Linked DNA regions of Callithrix jacchus: region 2 is linked to region 1. Evidence: chromatin contacts called from public Hi-C data. All regions are on one chromosome and are shown on one strand. The core of a region is the stretch at or near the end of the contact, and the rest is flanking DNA. Distances in the headings are between cores, read along the strand shown.

What was found. A called contact is a pair of places that touch in the nucleus more often than the background predicts.
Region 2: a Hi-C map of induced pluripotent stem cells shows a contact between it and region 1, with 4 times the contacts expected there. The contact joins the promoter of IFNAR1 here to the promoter of LOC103789626 in region 1. A contact is called at or near these places in 3 of 3 Hi-C or Micro-C datasets (induced pluripotent stem cells and skeletal muscle).

What each region holds. Positions count from the first base shown.
Region 1 is chr21:39,247,003-39,251,859 of calJac240_pri, reverse strand. LOC103789626 (H/ACA ribonucleoprotein complex subunit 3) reads right to left here and starts at 2,634. Exons shown (of 1, transcript XM_008986597.5): 1 at 886-2,634. The coding sequence starts at 2,605. The coding sequence ends at 2,411. The region is part of intron 2 of LOC118149920 (a long non-coding RNA gene); the gene reads left to right.
Region 2 is chr21:39,384,417-39,389,487 of calJac240_pri, reverse strand. IFNAR1 (interferon alpha and beta receptor subunit 1) reads right to left here and starts at 2,306. Exons shown (of 12, transcript XM_078358736.1): 1 at 2,150-2,306. The coding sequence starts at 2,222.

The DNA.
Region 1 (4,857 bases), core at 1,385-3,884:
GTAGACTATGTGTTTTTTTCTAGCACATCAGCAAATATTTAGCAACTTTAAATGTATGTGCCAATATTTTGCAAAGTACAGTGGGGGTTACAAATCTCACCAATCAGAGTTGTCTAAACATATATAGATACAGGAAAGAGTAAGATATACAGGATACACCTGTAGCTGGTGTATCTCCAGCACTGGGCAATGCTTCTCTCTTCTGTGATGCGCAGGAAACATAGTATTTCCAGATACGATGTATTTCCATGGGCTAACAGTTGCTCCGCCCCTTTCCCTACCAAGAAAGCCTATGGAATTTAGGGATTGTTGGGATGTGATCAAAGGGACAACCTTAAACATTCGCTGTTTCTAAGAAGGATCCTTGTTTACATACTTAGGAACAAATGAGCTTATCCCGTTATCCTGCCTGGCATCCATCCCCTTATCCTTCCGGGTTAGGGAGGTATGGCTGAGGATGGCGGGCAAAGATAGGGCTATTTTCTGTGTACAGATCACACTGCAGAGAAATAAACCGAGTTCTCCAGTGGCCTTTGCCTCCCCACTGTGACTGCAGTTGGTAGAGCCACACTGTGCTCATGAAAAGGAGCTGTTGCGTCATGTCCTCAGAGGAGGACTGTGTGGAAAGCATGTGTCTGCATATTCAAGCTTGTTGTCAGCTCTACTGTTTCTGGGCCTCACTCATTTTCAATTTCCTTGTGTTGAAAAATGAAGATACGAATTCCTCTCTCGCAAGGGCTGTTGTGGAAATTCAATGAAAGTGATTTTGTGAGAGTGCTTAGCACTGTGCTGGCATTAAGTGGTTGGTTGCTCAGTAAATATTTGCTGGGTGAAAAAAACCTGATATTTACTTAAGAGTTCACTATGTAATTTTTCTTTTTCCTCTTCTTCTTTTTTTTTTTTTTTGAGACAGAGTTTCCCTCTTGTTGCCCAGGCTGGAGTGCAGTGGCATGATCTCAGCTCATCACAAACCTCTGCCTCCCGGTTCAAGCAATTCTTCTGCCTCATTCTCCTAAGTAGCTGGGATTACAGGCATATGCCACCATGCCTGGCCAATTTTTGTATTTTTAGTAGAGATGAGATTTCTCCATGTTGGTCAGGTTGATCTCGAACTCTTGACCTCAGGTGATCCGCCCACCTCGGCCTCCCAAAGTGCTGGGATTATAGGTGTGAGCCACTGCACCCATCCGTAATTTTTCTTAATAAAGTATATCAAAGTAGATAACGTGCTAAAATAAGAACAGTTTCCACTCAAGTGGAATTGCCTAAAGAAGAGGTGTGTCCATCATCATTGTTCTGTAGACTTTAGTTCATCCAGCATATGTCTTACTTCCTTTTCTTTACAGGGTTCCATAAGGAGCTATGCTGTGGGCAAACTGTTAGCTGGAGCTGTGATAATTAGGCCAAGGTCATGCATCTGTCCCCTGTGGGCCAGTTAGCTCAGCTTGGCTCCATGTCCATACACACTGATCTTCACCCAGAGGCAGACTCACAATTTTGTGACCCCGTCCCAAAGGAAACCCTGCCGGGGAAGGGTTTCTGTGGATCAGGGTAAATGGCTCCAGCCTGAGAAGCACCTTCGCGATCAGCTCGGTTATGGTCATTATGACCCGGAGGTGGCGCTGTTTCTCAAGGAAAAGAGACGTAGGGCGCTGACAGTCTATTTTAAAGTGAGTGTGAAATGACAGAATATCTGAGTTGGAGAGAATCTGCGAGGTAATCTTTGTATCAAATTCCTCATTTTCCAGGCAAGGAAACAGATCCAGAGAGATAAAAACTCTTGTTAGAAGTCACACCACAGATTGACGACAGAGGCATGACTAGACTCGGGCCTCCCAGATCATAAATTTTCTTTTTTTTTTTTCTTTTAAAGACGGGCTTTCACCATGTTGGTCAGGCTGGTCTCGAACTCCCGCCCTCAGGTGATCCGCCCGCGTTGGCCTCCAAAGTGCTTGGATTACAGGCGTGAGCCACATTACCCCTGGCCGTCCCAGATCATAAACTTAAAATTTCACGACACTAATGGTTTTCTGATCCTAAATAGTATCAAGCAATGAATAATGCTTAAAAGAAAACTGAATGAATCATCGATACCTAACCTGGTTATACTGTCAACGAATTAAGTTAATGAATTTCAAATGTCTGTTCCTTCTTTTTTTTTTTTTTTTTCAAATCATTTTATCTTTAATAATCTCGCAGTAATTTAAAGTATGAGAAAAGTCAAACATGCTCCCTCTACGGATGATGCCACCATGATAGGCTCACACAAGCATGATCAATCGCCATGATGACACTGGATGCCACAGAGTATGGCTGGCAAAAAGGCATCAGGGCTCACGGATTGAAGAGTTTGGTTATGGAGTCTCTGAGGGGTAACCAGCAGCAGAAGAGATATCAGTTTAACGGACTTTCAGAGGACAGGGCGCGGTTGCTGGGTCATGAGCACCTTAAAGCGTTTCTTGATGGTGATTCGGTGTCGTGAGTATTTGTCATCTGGGGAGAACCGAGCAGGATGGGCTGAACAGGTCTGTTGTCCCATTGGGTCAAATTTCTTCAGCGTATAGACCCGATCTCCCTCCTCGTTGAGGTAATACTGGAGAAACATGACCACTCTTGAGCCAGAGGTTCCAATTCGGTCAAATGTCTGTTACTTCTAATCACAGGTCAGATTCAAGTGGTTTTGCTTTTATTACAAAAAGCATCTTTACATATATCTGCAACTTAATGGATAATTTATTTTTTCCTTTACTTATATTTGAAAGAAGAAGCATAATGGGTATGAACAGCATTTAATTATATACTGATTTCTTGTGAACTGTAGGTAAGCATTATTTGTTTAAATGATCACAATTGAGAAAACATGTGAGTTTTTAACCACTGCTCACAGATTGCAGGCTGATCGTAACTCTATGGTAGCGCTTTATAACCTTTTTCCTAATTCATAGAAAGTGAAGCATATTAGACAGTGGACGTGGCAAGTACATCCCTGCAGGTGTATACAGAATTGGAATTCATCTTTTAGAAGACTTCTGTTTTGAAAACAAATTATTATTATTACTATTATTTTTGAGATGGAGTCTTGCTCTATCCCCCAGGCAGGAGTGCAGTGGTGTGATCTCAGCTCACTGCAACCCCTGCCTCCTGGGTTTAAGCGATTCTCCTGCCTCAGCCTCCCAAGTAGCTGGCATTACAGACACCCACCACCACACCCGGCTAATTTTTTGGTTTTAGTAGAGAGATGGGGTTTCACCATGTTGGCCAGGCTGGTTTTGAACTCCTGACTTCAGGTGATCCACCTGCCTCAGCCTCCCAAAGTTCTGGGATTACAGGCATGAGCCACTGCGTCTGGCCTACAAATGATTTTTTTAAAGTAAGTTTTTGCTTATTTTTTTGGGTATGGTGAGTACTTGGGAACATGAGAGAGTGTTTCCTACTTTTCTCATGGTGACAGTTGTCAAGATGTGGTGAGTGAGGTTCGGAGCCTGTGTTGTAGAATTCAACGTCACCAAAAAAGGCAGGTCTCTTGTCTCTACTCAAGGCATCAGTTGAAACTTTTCTTGCCATCCTGATCAAATGCAGTTGTAGACATCGCCTCAGGGAGATTAGCACCCTTTCTCCAATTCATCTCGGAGAGGTGGTTTTTATTATTCTTGTACTCTGTTTTTATCCCTTCTTCCAGAGCTAAGGGACGCTCATCAGACTGCATGATTTCTGAAATAGGAATCGGAATCTATTCAAGATTTAGGAATAGAGAATTTTTATTTTTTAAAAACATGTTACATTTTGTCACACTGTCCAATGATATAACAGAACCACAGACTTTTCTGGTTGTGACCTGCTCTTTATTTTTACTTAGATCCAGGCTCTCTTCAATGACTCTCTCTCTCTCTCTCTTTTTTTTGAGATGGAGTCTCGCTCTGTTGCCTAGACTGTAGCACAGTGGTGTGATCTTGGCTCACTGCAACCTCTGCCTCCTGGGTTCAAGCAAGTCTTGTGCCTCAGCCTCCTGAGTAGCTGGGAGTACAGGTGTGAATTACAATGCTTGGCTAATTTTTGCATGTTTTGGTAGAGGCTGGATTTCACCATGTTTCCCAGCCTGGTCTTGAACTCCTGGCCTTAAGCAATCAGCCTGCCTCAGCCTCCCAAAGTGCTGGGATTACAAGTGTGAGCTACCATGCCCGGCCTCTCTTCAAGGACTCTCTTTGCTATATCGGCATCACCGAGGACTTTGGTAGGGCTACAGAATCTTGGGCCTCACCTCAGACTTACCCAATCATTATCTGGTTTGTTAGGCATTTTAGCGCTGACTAAAATACACAGATGTATCAGATGAGCAGAAATGACCATCCTCATTGACCTTAGTTCAGTCTTTATTTGACTATCAGTGTTTTGTCCTTCTCCATGTGGTCACTCTCATTCATGCAGTTTCACAAATATTTCTTAAGGCCCAATCTGTGGCAGACATTATCCAAAGGGCTGAGAATAAAGATGAAAAAAATCGTTTACTCAAAGTGTGTAGTATGTCATCTAGTGATTAGTTATGGAGGAAAAGGCAGGCTAGCGGGGCCAGGAGCATGGGAAAAGGTGCAGTGGTACACAGAGTGATCGGCGAAGGCTTTTCCCAGGAAGGGGCCTCTGAGCAGACAAAGGAATGGTAGAAGGAGAAACTGTGTGGAGGGCTCAGGGAAATACCTTCTTTGCCCTCCAAAGCTACTAGGGAATCGCTATGAGAGAGGGTTGCCACATTTAGCAAAAACACAAGATGCCTAGTTGAATTTGAATTTCACATCAACCTTGAATATGTGTTGGGTATAACATACTAACTTTTTTTTTTTTGAGACAGAGTCTCACTCTGTT
Region 2 (5,071 bases), core at 1,057-3,556, 140 kb before region 1:
GCAATTTAGCCTGGTGATGCCCTGCCTTTGTATTTTTCTTTTATTATTTTTGTAAAGGAAAAAAAAAATCTCAGGACCTCTCCCAAATTTCTTACACAAAAGGGAAGGTTGAGCCCAGAGGCCAAGTGACTGCAACACCCCCTTCCAAATGAATGGCTGTTACTAGCATTATCCTACAGCCAGATCCCCAAGGAAAGATAAAAATCCTCAGCCCAGGAGAACTGCTTGAACCCAGGAGGCGGAGGTTACGGTGAGTTGCACCATTGCACTCCAGTCTGTGTAACAACAATGAAACTCCATCTCAAAAAAAAAAAAAAAAAAAAAAGCCTCAGCCATCTGCAAAGGGCTGCCCTCACAGATCATTGATAAATTCTTTGCTGGTCTCCCATAAATAAGGGCATGCCAACTGTAACTTTAGGTTTACAACTTAAGTCTAGTTCTTAAAACTAAAGTCTAAAGCATAAACAGATCACGTTGGGTGGCTCATGCCTGTAATCCCAGCACTTTATGGGGCCAATGTGGGTGGATAGTTTGAGGTCAGCAGTTCGAGACCAGCCTGGCCAACATAGTGAAACCCTGGCTCTACTAAAAATACAAAAAACCCTGGATGTGGTGGCATGCACCTGTAATCCCAGCTATTTGAGAGGCTGAGGCAGGAGAATCACTTGAACCCAGGAGGTGGAGGTTGCAGTGAGCTGAGATCATGCCTCTGCACACCAGCCTGGGCAACAGAGTGAGACTCTGTCTCAAAAAAAAAAAAAAAAGTATGAATAAAAATGTCTTCCCATATTTTGGATAGTTTTCTCAGTCTTGGTCTAGAACTGCATTTACTCAACTAAAAAGTATGAATATTTTTATGACATCTGAAAAACTGAGCAACATTACAATCTTACTAAGACAACATTTCATTGAGTTTTGAACATGCTTATTTCTTTGGGGAAAAAGTAGGTAGTTATGTAAACCTAAAATAAAATTCTAAGCCCCCCAACCATCTGAACGGACCCCTCCTCTCAACGAAAGCCATTCCAAAGTTAACCTGAAAAACTAGTTCAGGCCTTCTACAATGACAATGTCAATTACAAGCTTATCTTCTCTGGTCCAAAACAAAGTCAAGAATCCACCTACCTAGAGACATCTGCATAACTGACTCTTCCTTTACTCTCTTTTTCTTTCTTTCTTTCTTTTTTTGAGACGGAGTTTCGCTCTTGTTACCCAGGCTGGAGTGCAATGGCGCGATCTCGGCTCACCGCAACCTCCCCCTCCTGGGTTCAGGCAATTCTCCTGCCTCAGCCTCCTGAGTAGCTGGGATTACAGGCACGCACCACCGTGCCCAGCTAATTTTTTGTATTTTTAGTAGAGACGGGGTTTCACCATGTTGACCAGGTCTCAATCTCTTGACCTCGTGATTCACCCGCCTCGGCCTCCCAAAGTGCTGGGATTACATTCTCTCTTTTTCTTTTTAAGACACTCATGGTATCTTACTTATAATACAGATTTCTTGACCACTAAAGTCTTACGGAACTATTTGTCTTACCACCTCCTGAAAACCTCTCCGGAAAACCAGTCACAGATGTGTCTGTGGCTCATGTTTCTCCCGCATGCGCCCTGAAGCAGGCTTAGTAAACCTCGAGGACTGAGAATGATGCTTCTGTCACTCACTCCCTTCGGTTGTCATTTTTTATTGGCCTGTAAGAATCCTGAGGGCAGAGAAATCCTGGCCACACTTAGTTCACTATCCCGTGGGACAGGGCGCCTGTTAACCTGAGGAAATGCGTTTCAGTTAATGTTTTTTTATTATCAAATATGTCATCTGAGCTGCAGTACCTTGCCGGAAAGCAGCACACTAGACACAAAGCTCTGGCACCGCCACTTCCTGGGGGGTGGGACCCGGGCGCGCCCAAGGATCAGTACGCCGGTAGCAGGCAAGCGACGAGGGAGGACTCACAACACCACTCTCCTGTTTCATTTTCGAGCCCAGGTTGGGTTTAATCTGAGCGCTGCGGCTAGGGACCCCAAACCACCGGGGCAAAGAGGACCAAAGAGTTCCGAGACTGGGCGTCTGTTGCCCCCAACACCATCGCCGCCCCCGTAGCCCAGTTGCGCGCCCTGTCTCCGGCCCCACGCCGAGACTCTTCTCACCGCCTCTCACCTGCGGCTGCGGGCAACACCCATAGCGCCACGGCGACGAGCATCAGGGTCGTCGCGCCCAGGAGGGCGACCATCCTCCGCGAGCCGCCGTAAGTCCCACCAGTCACATCTCCGCTCACGCGCTGCTCCTCTTAGCTCACATCTCCCCGTCCTAAGTCACATCGGCGCTCTGCGCACGCGCTGCCCCTCCTAGCTGTCACCGCCCCTCTGTGCCCGGGCCGCCCCGCCTAGCCCTCACCGCCCCATCGCGCAGGCGCCGCCCTTCCTAGCGCTCACTGCCTCTCTGCGCACGCGCCTCCCCTCCCTCTGCGCACGCGCCTTGGAAATGGGAGGCCCTCTGCTTTCTCTCCTTCCTTACTGTTTCCGGCTAGTGGCGCATCTGGCGCAGTACACGCTTGCTTTCTGGGAAAACCCCGCCTCACGGGAGGCCTTGACCGTCACTGGAATGCGGCAGGCGCCTGCGGAGACCTGTACACCTTGGAGTTCCCGCGTCTCTTCCCCGTGTCTGCAGCTGGGGGGCGCGGGTGTGGTCCCGATCGCTGCCCGGCGCTCTTCGTCCTTGCCCTTAGGCGCTCGCTGACCCTAGAACCTTGGAAGGTGGCGTTGGGAATCCCCAGCGGCCTGGGAACCTGATGAGGCTGGGAGAAGGAAGCGGTTGAGGACCCGACAGTTCCTGTGTGCAGAGCGAAAGCGGGACCAGAGGCCGTGGAGCGCTCATTCGGGGCGACCTGGCTGAGGGGCGCGATGGTCCGAGAGAACCGCCACGTTCTTGGGCCGAGGGGCTCCAGAACAGCGGTTGCTAGGCTGTTTTGCCCTCTCTTCCTTCCAGTGGCCGGAGAGTCTCCTCTTCTCTCTCCCCTCTCTCTTTTCGTCTCTCTCCCCTTGGTCTGTTACCCAGCAGGCTGGAGTGCAGTGATGTGATCGTAACTCTCCAAGCTTCATCAGTAAACATTTCGAGCCCACCGTTCGAATGGTTATTTAATTAAATTCCTCAATAATAGATAACGTGCATTGTGAAAATACGCGAAATAAAACTTAAATGATGAAATAGTGTAAAGAATCGAATACTTGGTTGTTAAAACAACTAAACAATTAATTAGCAATTATATAATTAAATGAATATTTGTAAAGGACAATGCAATGGAATATGGTTGGTTGGTTGGGTTTTTTGAGTCAAAGTCTCACTCTGTCGCCCAGGTCGGAGTTCAGTGGCGCGGCTCACTGCAACCTCTTCCTCCTGGGTTCAAGGGATTCTTCTGCCTCAGCCTCCTGAGTAGCTGAGATTACAGGCGTGCGCTACTACGCCTGGCTAATTTTTGTGTTTTTAATAGAGATGGGATTTCTCCTATGTTACCCAGGCTGGTCTCGAACTCTGTACCTCAAGTGATCTGCCCGCCTCGACCTCCCCAAGTGCTGAGATTGCAGGTGTGAGCCACCAAGCCCAGGGGGAATATGCCTATTTTAAAAACATCTTAGAAGTATAATTTGCGTATCATGAAATTCACCCAGTTTCATTGAATAATGATTTTTAGGAAATCTATCGAGTTGTTAGGAATGGTTTTGAAAACCTTGAATTACCACTCTATGATTCAGCGATTTGGGGGTTTGAGTCTGAGTGTGTCAGTACTTAGTTTTAACAACATCAAAGGTGGAAAAACACCCCATGAAGATACGTGGGTCCAAAGGGAAGAGGAAAATTCCTGGTTGCGATAATAAATTATACTTATTTTAAAAGCCTTTCCAACGACTCTTCATGCTTAAATTAAAATTTCCATTTCCTGCTTTCCAAAAGTTCTTGCAAACTGGTTGAAATAGGATGTATTTCTATATTTAGTACAGTCAACTCAAATGACTAAAACCTTTCATTAGATTTTTAAACACATTGGCAATTTCCTCTCCTTTTCTTTTTTCCCCCTTTTTTTCTTTTTCTCTCTGTCTCTCTCTCTCTCTCCCCTTTCCCCTCTTCCCCCTCCCATCTCCCTTCTCTCCCATCTCCTCATGCTGTGTTACCCAGGCTGGAGTGCAGTGGTGTGACCATAAATCTGCAGCCACAATCTCCCAGGTTCAAGTGATCCTCCCACCTCAGCCACCGAAGTAACTGCCCCCCGACTTTCTTTAGTGAGCAGCTAGAGTTTTTGTAGATGCTCAGAGTTGTTTCAGCAATAAAAAATTACACCCAAATGAATATATTTCCAGATACATTTAAAAATGCAAGAGTTTCTTTTGACTTTCCCTTTTCATATTAAAAGTAAGTTTAAAGGTTCAATGGTTTTGTTTTTCAATTATCTGCTACATAAGCATGCTTGTCTGAGCTACTTGTTAAAGAAAATGTCAGTAAGTATCTTTATAAAAATACGTAATTTATTTTTAAATTGACAGTAATTTGCATGGCAGAAAGATTTTCATAGTCTTCCCTATCTTAATAAATATATTTACAAACATTGAATTGTATTTTAATAAAATTAGAATATGCTAATAAAATTTGCCACAGCTGTGACATCCTGTGGTAAGTACTTTATGTACTTTAGTTTCAACTTCTTTGCTGTAATAATTCGTTTATGGTTAAGACATGAATTATCCCCTTTGGTGCTAGCTCTATAACTTTACCCCAGGACCTCCTTTCCCTCCTTTATTCTAGTCAAAACGGTCTAGAAGAGGTGTTGTACTTGCAGTTTTTCCATACAGCATGTTCTTTTTTACTTTCTTTTGTGGGGGGAGAGTCTTGCTCTGTTGCCCAGGCTGGAGTGCAATGGCACGATCTCGGCTCTCTGCAATCACTGCCTCCCCGGTTCAAGCAATTCTCCTGCCTCAGCCTCCCAAGTAGCTGTGACTACAGGTGTGTGCCACCACGTCTGCCTGTTTTGTATTTTTAGTAGATACTGGGTTTTGCCATGTTGGCCAGGCTGGTCTTGAACTCCTGGCC